Regions from separate parts of the Mus musculus genome. Here all the other regions are linked to region 2. Evidence: chromatin contacts called from public promoter capture Hi-C data. All regions are on one chromosome and are shown on one strand. Each heading gives the region's core, a stretch centred on a gene start, on an enhancer-like site or on the middle of the called end of the contact. The rest is flanking DNA. Distances are from core to core; before and after follow the strand shown. Region 1 has its middle 12 kb from the start of Gm35400. Region 2 holds the start of Rab31 (RAB31, member RAS oncogene family). Region 3 holds the start of Tmem232 (transmembrane protein 232).

The links. Promoter capture Hi-C pulls out the DNA fragments that hold promoters and counts their contacts. Capture Hi-C pulls out chosen DNA fragments and counts their contacts.
Region 1: a promoter capture Hi-C map of liver shows a contact between it and region 2, with 2.3 times the contacts expected there. The contact joins the enhancer-like site here to the promoter of Rab31 in region 2. A contact is called at or near these places in 9 of 39 promoter capture datasets (the C10 cell line, the HPC-7 cell line, cranial neural crest and 5 more), 5 of 484 Hi-C or Micro-C datasets (the HL-1 cell line, bone marrow-derived macrophages, embryonic stem cells and 2 more), 12 of 115 datasets of contacts at active chromatin or transcription factors (bone marrow-derived macrophages, embryonic midbrain, embryonic stem cells and 4 more) and 4 of 9 other capture datasets (adipose tissue, embryonic stem cells, liver and 1 more).
Region 3: a promoter capture Hi-C map of adipose tissue shows a contact between it and region 2. The contact joins the promoter of Tmem232 here to the promoter of Rab31 in region 2. A contact is called at or near these places in 1 of 39 promoter capture datasets (liver), 2 of 484 Hi-C or Micro-C datasets (embryonic stem cells and muscle stem cells), 2 of 115 datasets of contacts at active chromatin or transcription factors (both in embryonic stem cells) and 1 of 9 other capture datasets (adipose tissue).

What each region holds. Positions count from the first base shown.
Region 1 is chr17:65,570,204-65,572,903 of GRCm38.p6, forward strand. No RefSeq gene overlaps it. Among named protein-coding and RNA genes, the nearest start is that of Gm35400, 12 kb to the left of the region's middle. Within about 2 kb of position 1,403, at least 26 of the 459 cell types and tissues checked have an H3K27ac peak or open chromatin away from gene starts, as enhancers often do. A contact at or near this core is called in granulosa cells and muscle stem cells, where this site is marked.
Region 2 is chr17:65,771,499-65,774,198 of GRCm38.p6, forward strand. It overlaps Rab31 (RAB31, member RAS oncogene family), which reads right to left and starts at 1,254. Exons shown (of 7, transcript NM_133685.2): 1 at 1,008-1,254. The coding sequence starts at 1,046.
Region 3 is chr17:65,539,392-65,542,091 of GRCm38.p6, forward strand. It overlaps Tmem232 (transmembrane protein 232), which reads right to left and starts at 1,391. Exons shown (of 15, transcript NM_001008973.2): 1 at 1,319-1,391.

The DNA.
Region 1 (2,700 bases), core at 153-2,652, 200 kb before region 2:
CTGCTCGCTCCAGCCCAAAGATTTATTGATTATTATAAGTACACTGTAGCTGTCTTCAGACACACCAGAAGAGGGCGTCAGATCTCATGATGAGTGGTTGTGAGCCACCTTATGGTTGCTGGGCTTTGAACTCAGGACCTTTGGAAGAGCAGTCAGTGCTCTTACCCGTTGAGCCATCTTACCAGCCCAACTTCACAGTTCTTAAACTTATAGTTTATTCTAGAACTTTCCATTTTATATTCTTAGACTAGATTGACTAAGTGGGGAATGAAACTTGGTAACAGGAGACTAGTGTGATCTACTGCAACCTTCAAAGTCAGGAAAGGAATCACAAATCGGAAGTGCACATGCCTGGCAGGCAGCATTGCTTATGCAAAAGACTGTCTCTCCAAGTATTTTTCCATTTTCTAGATCAATGTCATCCTTTGCCACTAAGATTTGTTTGGTTTGGGTTTTGTTAATTCTATATGATTTAAAAAAAAAAAAGCAAAAATGTGAAGCCCACCCACTGCATGCAGCAGAGGTGGGTAGAAGATAACTGGAGGCCTGCCCACCATCCTGTGGCCTGCTCACAGCAGGAGTCAATATGACAACGTGCAAGCTCGTGGTAGAGATGGGAGAGGAGATGCGGAGTGCTTTGAGCAATATGAAGACAGGTGGAACTGGAGAGAAGAAGATAAAGAGGAGCAGCCTAGTGTGAGTAGCCTGCCCTGCCACCTGAGGCCATGGTGAACTCCCTCTGTGCTGCCATTGAAAGCTGTCTGGATCTGTGGCCATGCGATGGCAGGGGTCTGTGTCAATGTCCATGGCTCAGATTACCACAAAAGGCCATGAGGACGTCCCTGGTCTGGGCTGCTGTGTGGGACCATGTTGATGTCCAAGAGCTGTATAGAAGCAGTGCTGCCTCTCACTGGCTGGTGGGAATGTGTGTGAGCCGGACTGAGGATGTAAGAGTGGGAGAACTGGCCCTGCCCCTTGTTGGTCGTGGCATTAGGTGGCCTATCTGGTGTAGTGACAGAGAGCTGACTGGTGGACCAACTTGGCTCCCATGAAGGCCCAGATCCAGGACTCGGAGTTGTTCCACCCCAACATTTGCTGTAGCAGCCTGGCTGGCATGAAGTTGAATGAATGTTCCTCTGAGGTGAGGAGGGAGGTTGATTGTATGGAAGATAGGAAGAAGATGCGAGAGACAGATATGGGAGGGCTACAGGTCATTATCACGCCAGCCCCACGTGAATTTCGCATGACCTTCTTAGACTCCAGTCCCGTGAGAAGCAAGGCCACAAGCTAAACTGAAACAATGTTGCTAAAATATACACACGACACTTGTACTCACCCAGTCCTCTCCCCTCCTGTTCCTTCCACCAAGGTCAACAGGATCTTCAGTCCCTCGCCTTGAGCCTCAAGTGCACCTCCTCTTATCGCTCCATGACTTGGCAGGCCGGGAAATCTGCCGACAGACTCTGACCTGCCTTGACTTTGCCTGGTAGGCAGACTTTCTCTACCCCCGCCCCCTTTTTCAGAAAAGCGGCTCCCAACAATTTACCCCATCTATGAACTACTGGAGTGTGTAAAGGGGCCAGTCTGTAGATCCAAAGCTGCTGCATCTCCATGACACAGGGCAACAGGATAGCTGAGGGGATACCTCAAATGGTCTCTACACACAGGCCCCGGCACATGGACACCCTTACACACACACACACACACACACACACACACGTTTTAAAATGAGAAAGCTTGAATCTTGGAATGGTTTCTCAAGCTGTTCAAGGGCTCATGACTTGTCAAGGGCATGGCTGAAATCCAAATTCAAGTTGGCCTGTCCTCAGACTCCAGGATGGTTATTCCTGCTGCTTCTCTGCGGGCGCTCCATTTCAGGTGACTTTGCTGGCATTTATTTTTAACCTAAACTGCACAACTCCCCACTACAGCTGTTCACCTCCCAGTGCCAACAGACCGTGAGCAGCTCTGTTCTAAGAGCACTGCCTTTTCTGGAAAGCTGAGCCCAGGGCTCTCGCACGCTGGGCACACAACGCCACCGAGCTAAGAGGTGTTCCTTTCTACAGCTGGAACTAAGAGATAACTACCCAAAGTCAAAGCTAATAAAACAAGAGAGCCAGAACTGCAGCCTACCTTCATTCCAGCCTCGTCACAGCAGCAGGCCTCCTTCCCTCCCATCCCCTCACTCAGACGTAGTATTTGAAGTTCTGTGCTAGTTACCCTTGGCATCCTAGCATTCATGCTAACTGGATGGCAAGCCAGCTATACAGCTGAATCTTGATGCCCCAAACTGAAACCATCCTGTGACCACACTCAAGCTTTCAGCCACTGGCACTGCTAGGACACAACCTTCACGTATGTCATTCTTGATCTGAGAGGTCCCCAGCAGGCCTGAGTGTGGCAAATATGACGTCAGCACGTTTGGTCTTTTACCTTTCTGCCCCTTGCTGAAAACCATTAATTAGGCTCACCTAATTAACATGCCTCATCAAAATGAAACACCTCATCCCAACACAAGATTTCCCCTTTCCCTTTATGAACCAACCATTTCCCCTTGGGACAATCTAGATGTAGTGCTTTGTCTCTTTGGGGGCAAATATCCCTCTCCCCCATCAACCCTTTGTTCCTTTTTGCTTCTCCCTAGTCCTCCTTCTCCCCTAGAAAGCCAAGTCCTCCATGCCACCCTGACCCCACCTCCCT
Region 2 (2,700 bases), core at 4-2,503:
ATCCTAATCCACAACATCGCCTGTATTCACCTCCATAACCATCCTGATTAGCATTTCTTTGAGGAGAATGAATGCGGCCCTACTCTTTTATTTAGGAAATACTTTTCCTTGCAGTGCCAGATTTGCCAACTTCAAGGGCAGGGCGGTATGCCCAGTGATAATGCCAAAGACTACAGAAGACTGCAGAGAACATGGCTTATAACATTAGCTCTTATTTGGGAAGACTTCGGGAATTTGTTGTGGGTAGCCCCAAGGAAATGACCCCCAAACACTGAATCCCTGGGGGGGGGCAGATTTCAAGGGACAGCGCAGTGTGCCGGAGTTTGTCAGTCTGGCCCTCCAGTCTCGGAGTTTGGATGTTGTTTCTTTCTTTGTTTCTGACTGCTTTTATATTTCTTGGGACTAAGACTCGTTTTGGAAGAGGAAGGGTGTTGGGGGCGGGTGTTTCTCATCCTGCTTCATTTTCATCCACTGCACGGAAAGTGTGCTGAACACACAGTTCATACAGAGTTTGCTCTTAATACTTCGCAGTCGGGCCAAAACCCCGGTACTCCCTCCCTTGCTTGGAAGGATTGGTTTGTTGGTTTGTTTTCGGAGAGAATAAAGAAATTGCCATCACTACTCCCTACCTACCCCCGCAGGAGGCAGAGGAAAACCTAACTTAAACACTCCTCCGGGAGGGAGCCACCAGTGGCAGAGGCAAGAGTCCTAGGGGCCCAGGGGCTGCATGACCCGCTGTCCTCTGGTCCTCAACAATCCCCCCCACCTCCCACCCCTCCACCCCGCCCTGCCCGACCCGCAGCCTGGCGAGCCCCAAGGTTGCCAGATACCCGGCCGCAGATGCAGCGATCCGGGGCGCTCGGGAGAATCTGGTGGCGGGCGGAGGCGGCTGGTGCCGGGCGCGGGATGGAGCGCGCGGGACATGGGGAAGCGCACGGGAGGCGGGCAGCGCAGAGACAATGGCGCACAGAAGCCGGGATCCCCCGTAGGATGGCTCCAGGACTTACCCCGAGAAGACACACTTTGAGCTCCCGTATCGCCATCATGTGCTCTGGGTCGGGCCCGGCCGGGGCTCAGCAGCATCGTCCGGGCCACACCGCGCCCAGCCTGCGTCCTGCTGTCTCCCAGGACTCTCGCCGGCCGCGGGGCGGAACCGCCAAGGCGGCTATTTCTGGGCCTCGGCCTCCGCTGTCGGTCACGTGCTGCCGGCCGGCTCCTCCCGTCACGTCTAGTCTAGCCTGGCCGCCGGGCTTCGGCTCCGCCCGGGCCCCGGTCCGCTTCGGCCTCCAGTGACCACCCAACATCTGACTTGTGGGCAAATCATCCCCTTCCGTGATCAGCTCTGAGCCCGGTCGGGCACCACTTGCCCTGGACACACGACCCGTCGCGTCATAAAGAGCCATTGGAACAGTTTATGCTGTTGGCTGTGGTCCCAAGGAAGCACTTCAAAGTCTCTGGGTAGTCCCACCATAAAGTGACTCTGACCTCCAGATGCAAGAAACATCAGCGAGAAACCGGGATGAGGGGAGGAAAGGGTTAACTTGTCCCTTCTAATACCCAGGCTTCAAATCGCTTCCTCCCAACACTTCACTTTACTCTGCATGCATTCTTTTCTGTATGCAGCAAAGGATGACTCAAGGATGATTCGAGAAGCAGTCAGGTGTTTTGGCTTCCAAAACTGGAGCACCAGGGCCTGGGAAAAGAGAGGTGCACTCTGTAGAGGAAGCCCCCTTTCTCCATGTAGAAAAACGCTACAGCTATGTGGGCAGGAGCCCAGCCACAACTGGGGGGCTGGCAACCCTTCTGCAAACTCCTCTACTAGGAAACTGAGGCTACGTGCAGCGTCACACAGAGGGGCCATGGCCTCTGGTCTTTGTATGGTCCGTTGTTCCTCCAAGCCTCTGGGATGACTTCATTTGTTGCTGTGTAGAAATGACAGCTCTTTAAGAATAATCTAAATTTACTGGTACTACTAATTGTATGCATATGTTTTAAACAGCAACACTGGACGTGGCTCTGTTGGGAGAGTGCTTGCCCAGCATGCCTGATAACTGTTAGAAGGATTGATCCAGGCAACCTGGAAATAAAACAGAAGCCCTTTAATGAGAACAGTGAAGAGCAGTTCTCATTACCTGGCTTTCTTGCCAGGCAGGTGTTCTTATCAGTATGCTGAGTCTGGAGTTCTCACCAGAAGAGGGCATCAGATCTCATTACAGGTGGTTGTGAGCCACCATGTGCTCACATGTGGTTGCTGGGATTTGAACTCAGGACCTTCAGAAGAGCAATCGGTGCTCTTCACCGCTGAGCCATCTCTCCTGCCTGAAAGCCAGTTTTAAGAAGTGTTTAAAGGTTTGAAGTATATGGACGTCTGGTCTGCATGTACATCTGCACATCAGAAGAGGGCATTGGTGAGCTACATTTGTGAGCTGCCATGTGGGAGGTTGGAGTACGGGACCTGGGCTCTGAACTCAGCATCTCTGGAAAATCAGCCAGTGCTCTTAACTGCAGAGCCATGTCTCCAGGCACCCAAAGCAAGTTTTGACAAAGCATTCTGCAGCCTCAGTTCTCTGGCCTCTCTCATAACTTGTCCCATCTGATCAATGGCTCCTGCCATTTTTTCCCCCTGTGGTTATCTGGCAGGCCAGATAGAAGCTACTCAGGCCCAAAGTGGCCTCTCAGGGTGGGAAATTCCAAAGCAAG
Region 3 (2,700 bases), core at 141-2,640, 230 kb before region 2:
TTAACTTGCTGAAGTTGTTTTGAAAAGATTTGAGGGAGTGGGGACTTAAACTGAATCAACCAGAAATATTTGAAGAAATGAACCCAGAGGAAGAAGAGGAAGAGGAAGAGAAGGAGGAGGAGGAGGAGGAGGAGGAGGAGGAGGAGGAAACAACAGTGTGGTTAATTTAAAACAGTAATTCCCAAAAGTGCAGTGTGGAACAAATTTGTGTAGACTGACATGCTGTAAGATTTAGGGGGTTATTAGTATATGTGCATATATAATGAATCTTGAATGACAGATAATGTGATATGTATGTAATTTTCTCCAAATTTATTGACAAGAGCAACTTTTTAGAACACTACTTCCTGGAATTATATGAATGATACATTTTGGGGAATGTTCAATAGTTATCAGCAAAATGGAAATCTAGCACTTACCTTGAAGCCTTACATGAGAAATCAAAACATTTCTGAGACATAGCACGTATTGAAATAGCTCCAACAAAATGCCTGGTTGCTTGGCAGTTTGTGTGTTTTTCTTTCTAGAAAGTTATTATTAATCTCTGGACAGCTTTTTAAAGCTTCAATTAAAACAAGCTTCAGAATATGTGACTTCAAAGGCGACTTCTGAGAACTAGGTCATATAAAAATTAAACCAAGCCTTTGGACATGTAGCTTGCATCAGGGAACACCAGGTTTAAACTACAACTCTAAAGAATCTGACCAGAGACAACAGAGAAGACGGCATCGATCAGATGAACTTTAATTATAGACTTCTACCCAACTCTTCCCTACCTCCAGGAATGCTTCCTGAGTGATAACTTTGCCATTATTTTCTAGGTTATTTGTGAGTTTTTGTTTTGTTTTCATCTATTCTTTGCCCTTTCCGTGTACTAATCTTTATGTTGGAATTTTCTCTTTGAAAATCCAAAAGTGTACGTGTACGAGGAGAATGGGGAGATGGTAAGAAGACGGAAGACGGGGTGGGGGAAGAACTGAGTTGCTGGGGACCATGAACACTGATCAGCAAAGCCCTAGAACAGTTATCAGAGCTCCCCCACCTTCTATACTCTCCCCAAAACACTGCCTCTATCAAAGGAGCTAGCGGAAGTTGCAGGGCACAGACTCTAATTTGGAGCCTGATACTGTAAAACTGGTAAATAGGTCTGGAGTTTCCCAATGACTAGAAGTCTCTTCAACTTCGAGACGGGGCTTTTGGGACTCTGAGGGGGTGAAGTTCAACCTACATTTGGGTCTTTTGTGGTCTGGGTTACTAAAGGATAGGACCGTAATCCTAGTTCCCCAAGTCACCGACAATAGGGGCTACAATTACTCACCCCAGCGCTCCCGCCAGGCTCTCCAGCTGGTTGCTAAGGATGCTGTGTAAGTCGCTCTTGGAGCCCGCTGGCTGACCTTTAACTGTCTCAAGGGTTTAGCCAATCACAAGCTGTCATTCCACCAGCCCTACCCCACCCGCACCTCGCGTGTACTCAGATTATAAGCAATAAATCCAAACAAGCAAGCAAACGAATAAACAAACAAAAAACAAAAACAAAAACAAAAAACAAAAAACCTTCGTTGGCTTAAGACGACCGAAAAGCTCACAGCTGTGACTCCGCGTGACTTCCTTGTGTACTGTGTGTAGCTGCCAGCAGCCGCAAAAACGCCTTGGCAGCAGTCAGCACGTCCTCCATGCCTAACGCCCTGTTAGACCGTATATCTTTGGAAGAAGTTGCTATTGGCAAATTTCTTTCTGTAGAAAATCTGGAGACTGTCACAGCAACCAAATACGAGTCACCAAATACCCAGGGTGTTTTGACACATACTAACCACAAGGGGGCGAGTTTAAATTCAATGCCTTAAAAACATCCTGTAAGATTACCTGTGCCGACTAACAAAGGAAAGATTGGGTTTTTACAAATGTTCACACCTGGAAGTACTGACGGAAAACATTTTTAGTTACATGGGGAAACCAGTGTACGTACATCTTCCTATGACATAAATTTCCTAAAAATAATTGGGTGCTTCAAAAAAGAGACTCATAGTGGAAACTATAACGTTAGCATGAACTAAGGTTATCAAATAGGTCTTTTGTATTCTCTCTCTCTCTCTCCCCCCCCCTCCTTTTGGAGAGGGTGAAGCATAGTTTTTTTTAACTAAAAAACATTATTTCATACAATATATTCTGATTCATGTATTTCCATCCCCAAATTCCTCCCAGATCCCCCCATCTCCGTACCTACCCACCCAACTGTATGTTCCTTTCTCTCTCTTTAAATAAGAACTTCAAGTCTCTGAAGAAAGAAATTAAAGATCTCAGAAGATGGAAAGATCTCCCGTGCTCATGGATTGGCAGGATCAACATTGTAAAAATGGCTATCTTGCCAAAAGCAATCTACAGATTCAATGCAATCCCCATCAAAATTCCAACTCAATTCTTCAACGAATTAGAAATTCATCTGGAAATTCATCTGCAAATTCATCTGGAATAACAAAAAACCTAGGATAGCAAAAACTCTTCTCAAGGATAAAAGAACCTCTGGTGGAATCACCATGCCTGACCTCAAGCTATACTACAGAGCAATCGTGATAAAAACTGCATGGTACTGGTACAGCGACAGACAGGTAGATCAATAGAATGGTAAAATATAAAAAAAAAAAAAATTTAAAGTTAAAAAAAACTAGAAGAACGGAAGAGGGGGAGGAGGAGGAGGAGGAG